2 separate regions of the Columba livia genome follow, and region 2 is linked to region 1. The links are chromatin contacts, called in public Hi-C maps. All regions are on one chromosome and are shown on one strand. The core of a region is the stretch at or near the end of the contact, and the rest is flanking DNA. Distances in the headings are between cores, read along the strand shown.

Evidence for each region. A called contact is a pair of places that touch in the nucleus more often than the background predicts.
Region 2: a Hi-C map of liver shows a contact between it and region 1, with 5 times the contacts expected there. The contact joins the enhancer-like site here to the promoter of EPB41L4A in region 1. A contact is called at or near these places in 2 of 2 Hi-C or Micro-C datasets (crop and liver).

The regions. Positions count from the first base shown.
Region 1 is chrZ:36,554,405-36,557,028 of bColLiv1.pat.W.v2, forward strand. It overlaps EPB41L4A (erythrocyte membrane protein band 4.1 like 4A), which reads left to right and starts at 1,287. Exons shown (of 23, transcript XM_065045412.1): 1 at 1,287-1,611. The coding sequence starts at 1,513.
Region 2 is chrZ:36,677,696-36,680,319 of bColLiv1.pat.W.v2, forward strand. The region is part of intron 18 of EPB41L4A (erythrocyte membrane protein band 4.1 like 4A); the gene reads left to right. Among named protein-coding and RNA genes, the nearest start is that of EPB41L4A, 120 kb to the left of the region's middle. Within about 2 kb of position 1,331, at least 1 of the 3 cell types and tissues checked has an H3K27ac peak away from gene starts, as active enhancers do.

The DNA.
Region 1 (2,624 bases), core at 37-2,536:
GCACAGCCATCTGTGGGATCAGGACTCAGCTTTCTGCCTGAGGGGGAAAAATCATAGAATATAGATGTGTACAGCAACGAATTACAAAGGTGGACTGGTGTGTGCTCCAGAAACTACAGACAGCAACTGCAAAGGTGGTTGCAAGTTTTTCTGTGTTCTATATATATTTTTTTTAATAATACAGGGCTGTTGGTTTTTAAATTAAATATATCTGTAGCAAGTTCAGTATTTAACAGCACATTGGAGGAAACATTTCGGGACATGGCTGCTTTTAAAATCAGCCCCTCCATCGGTGTCTCCCGAAGCCGTTGCCGGGAAGCAGCGGGACAAAACTCGCTCCCTCACCGGACACCCTTCGGGCAGCACCGCCGAGCCCGGCGGGGCACCACCCAGACCAACCCGCCGCCGGTCCACGGGACAGCGCGGCCCCGCAGGGGTCAGTGTGGCAGCCGGGAAGGGCAGCGGGGGCAGGGGCCGGCGGGGGAAGCCCGAGGAGGGCGGACGGCACCAGGACCAGGACCGGGACCAGCGCCCCCGCCCCACTGCCGGCAACCGGCACGGCTGAGTCCCGGGAAAGGGCAGCGAGGATCCGACTCCCGACCTGGGATGCCGGTGGGGTACCGTGAGATGAGGCACGGTGCCGCGAGCCGGTCCGCGTTCTGAGTCGCGGACGGTGTAGCTGTCGGGCGGGCGCGGAGCAGTCAGCCCATAGGCGGCGGCGGCTCCTCGCCGGGCAGGTGCCGTCTGCCGGCCTCCGTCTCAAAGCCGCCCCCCTCCGCCGCCGTCCGCCCGGGGGGAGCCCAGTGCGGCGGCCGGCAGGAGGCGGCCGGCGGCTGCCCGGCGGCTGGATCGCTCGCAGCGCCCGGCGGTTCTCCCGCCATCCCTCCGCCCCTGCCGGGGGAGGAGGCGAGCGGCTGCCGGCGCCCTCCCTACATGGCCGAGGGCAGCCGGGGGACGCCAGCCCCGCGTCCGCCGGGCACTGCCGCCGCCCCACTCCGCTAGCAGGGTCCGCGGCCAAGGGGTAACATGGTCGCCGGGCAGGGAATCCCTCTCCGGCACCGGCGGCGGAGAAAGCTCCCCGGCGCCCGCTCCTCCACACAAAGGGGAGGCGCGGAAACGTGCGCGGACGGGGCGGGGGACGGGACGGGGGCGGGTGAGAGGCTCGGTACCACCCCGAGGCGGCAGCAGCGGGGAGCTCTGTGACAGCCCGCCGCGGGCGAGGGCTGCGCCCTGAGCTCCTTCCTAAAAAGCCGCCGGTTTTTTTCCTCCCTCTTTCCCACAGGGAGCGCCCGGCACCTTTCGTCCAGGCTCTTCCGCGGGATGGCGGCTGAGGGCCGCACCGTGGGGCTGGGTGCTGCGCCCTAGCACACGCCGCTCTGCAACGCTGCGGCGGGACGCGGAACCGGGTGCGGAGCCGGGCGCGGCCCAGACCCGGCTGCGCCTCAGCCCCTCTCCGCCGCCGCTTGAGGCTCTTCCCGCCTCCTCGCCCCGTCCCCGGCTATCGCAGCAGGTATGGGCTGTTTCTGCGCGGTCCCGGAGGAATTTTACTGCGAAGTTTTGCTCCTGGACGAGTCCAAGCTCACCCTGACCACCCAGCAGCAGGGCATCAAGGTAAAGGTGGTGGGGCTCTGGGATGCGCTGCGGGAGAGCCCCCGGGGCCCGGCCCCTCGCTGTGCGGTGCGGTTGCCCGGCGGCGGCTGCCTCCCTACCGCGTTTCAGTAACCGGGAAGGGAGCGGCGGTAAAGAAAAAGGGTTTTCGGGATCCCACAGGAGGTGAAAAAATGATTCCTTAACTTTCGTTGCGATCGCGCAAGGGACAGATGAATCGGGAAGACGCGAACCGGTGGGCTAGACGTGACTTTGGAGACTTTAAGATACTCAATAAAATGAGCAGGTGCCCACCACGCCGCAGCACGGGACGCTTGGTACAAGTGCTTTTCTGTACATTATACCAAAAAAAAAAAGTAAAAGGCGACTGTGTACACGGGCTGTTGCGCGTCCGTGTTGAGTCATTGCCCTTTCCCTCTGGCCGCCGCTCCCCGCCGTGCCCTCCCTGGGGTTGCTCGCCTCTCCGGGGGAAAGGGCACCGACAGCGGGGCAGAGCCGGGCGTCGCCCCCGGCCCCCGAGGGTGGCGAGGCTGCCGCTCCCGAGCGGAGGGGTGAAGATCCAGCCTCCCCTCCAGCTTTGCGGCCGGCAGCGTGAGCGGTGGGAAAAGCTCTTGTGCTGCTGCAGCCCGTTCGGCGCGGATGAACTCCTCAAAGTAGTCATCTGCCAAACGCTAATGAGCCCTGACAGAGCATGTGAAAACTGAGATTTTTCTAAAGGCCCTTAACTTGGTCCTGTTTGGTTAACCCTGATGACAGCAAGTGGCATGTCTCAGACACTTAAAGCCCTTGTCCGAAAAGCCAGGGACGTGAATTTATTTGCAACATAAGAGCATGGTTTCATTGTTCAATCAGGAAAAAAAAAAAAAAAAGAGAGAAAAAGAAAGACATCAGTTCTTCTAAAATTTATTGTTGGAAAGGACTGATATATTGTACCTAAGACATTAAAAAAAAAAAAAACAAAACCACAGACCAAAAAACCGGTATGCCTGTATGTTTCAGCTTGAATGATTAAAGTT
Region 2 (2,624 bases), core at 81-2,580, 120 kb after region 1:
AAGTTCTAAACCAATTCACAATAAAAAGACGAAAACAGAGTGAAAGAGGGATTATGATCTGGCTTCAAAGATTTAATAGACGGATTGCTTTGTTGTAGACTGTTAAGAGCTAAACAAACATGAATTTTCTATTCAGTGTATGCAATACCTACATTTCACCTTAACAAGACCTTTATTTTTGTAAGCTTTTCTTCATTTTACCTTCAAAGGAAGTACAGGAACAGGCCTTTGGAAGGAAAATGTATTTAAAAACATACTTTTTCTATGTCATATTTCTGGATATTCTTTTGTGGGGAGTTGAATAAATGCTGTGATATTATCCCAGTATGGTAACACTTCTTAAACAGATGGGAACATAAATAACATCAACATGGGAATTCATAAAAGCAGTTTGCTCTGAGGAATCACTCTGTTTAGCTGTTCCCTCCCCCTCCCCCCTACCCCCACCCTGGGATGCCATATTGCTAAACCGGTATTTTACAGCCGTGGCTTCCTTGCTAGTATAGTTGCAGCAGTAGAAGGAGGGAGAATGACAGAGATCACAGAATTAAATGCCTGGAGCTGGCCACAGAAAGCAGAAGACACAGTTCCTACATAATGGAGAAATGAAGATGACTCCTTATTTAACCACTCTCTTTCCATGCTGCCCCACAAATCAAGATTTCTTACTGTAGGTGAGCCTTCACATGATGTTTGGTGATAGGAGAGATTTAAAGCCACATCCTGAACTGTTGTGTTTTCATGGATAAGTAAAAGCCCTGACCTGATTAGATGGGCTGGGGGTGTGCACAATACTCTGCTTTGTGGGGATCCAGGTTTGGGAGCGACCTTGAGGCTTTGCTTCCTCAGGCAAACTAAGGCTTTTAAGCATTACAAAGCCTCCCGGGAGAAGCTGGCATTTTTCAGGGAGCTTTCACATTCCCCATTGGCTGATTATTCAGCCTCGGAGGAGAATGTCTATCTTCCTAGCCCCAGGGTGATGCAGGGTTTGCAGCTGCTACGTTGTGAATAGGGGGTTGCATTGAAGGAGGAATCAATTCAAAACCGAGGGGTGAAAAAGGCTGTTAAATGCCACTGCATACCAAGGTACTGCATCAGGGAGTTAAAACCAGCATGGACGGATGTAGGAAGGAGAAGTAAATGCAAGAAGGAAGAAGAAGAAATAGGAGAAGTGAAAATCAGAGAAAATTAAATGCAACATAATAAAAAAAAACACATAAAGCCACAAAAAGCTCTGAATGCTGAGAACAGCCAGACTGCAAGCTACTTGTGGCCTTTGCCGTTGGCATCATGAGGACCTGAGTAGCTGGAACTGGCAGCAGAGCAGTCTGTCAGGGACAGGAATAGTCTGGGCTGTTGTTGTCATGCTGCCTTTGCTGCCTGGGAAGCCATCGCCACCTTGGAGCCTGAGAAGGTTAGGGGTTACTTCATAATAGTCCCACTAGGGAATCACAAATGTGAGGTTGTTTCTTACCCTTCTGTCTCTCTGTGGTATTTATAAAGCCATAAACTAGTATCTCCCAGTACTTCTGCACCTGTGAAATAAAAACAAACACACAAACAAACAAAAAAAGCCCAGAACATTGCCATCCCTAAATAATCTGCCTTTACATCAACTGTAAAACATTTACTGCAATATAGCTGTCTCTGAACATTATTCCTGGGCTGAAGCATGGAAGTGAGCCAAACACAGTAATGGTGAAATAAGTAAACAGTGAAAACAGTGCTAGAGGACAGTTCGGAATTATTTCTGATACAGCTCTGTCACTGGGCAAGGGAGAGCCAATGCAACAGATGCTAAAATGCAGAACTCTGCTGTGCTACTTGATCTTCATTTAAATTTGGATTATATCTATCCAAAAGCATTTTTTATTATAATAGGCCCTTTAGTTTAAGGAGAGAAAAAAAAAATAATAAGGCAAGCTGTATCTCTGATGTACAGTCTTTGAGAAACTTTGGACTTCAGTGACACCATTTATGCATGTTGAATCTGCCTAAAAGTTGCATCCCTCACAATTCAGATGGTGTGGAACAGTCTAGCTGTAGACACTGAGTTTATATAACCCCCAAGCAAATATAATCTCTCCATGCAAATGTAGTCTCTACCACTGTGTAAAACACTAATTTATTAAACTGCATGAATTTTGGTGAATCCTAGGTGCAACTTTAGCAACAGCTGGGGTTTTGCACTAATTCTGTGTCCTGGTTTCATCTGGCATAGGGTTAATTTTCTTCATAGTAGCTGGTATAGTGCTGTGTTTTGGATATAGAATAAGGATAATGTTGTTAACACAGTGATGTTTCAGTTGTCGTTAAGTGGTCAAGTACTTCTCAGCTTCTCCTGCTGGCCTACCAGCAAGAAGGCAGAGGGTGTACTGGAAGCTGGGAGGGGACACAGCCAGGACAGCTGACCCAAACTGACCAAAGGGATATTCCATACCACACGATGTCATGTGTATAAACTTGGGAGAAGCTGGCCGGGGGCAGTCACTGCCTGGGGATGGCCTGAACATTGGTCAGTGGGTGGTGAGCAATTGCATTGTACATCACTTATTTTGTATATTCTATTATTTTATTACTTAATTTATTATTCTTTTAGTTGATAATTATTGCTTATTATTATT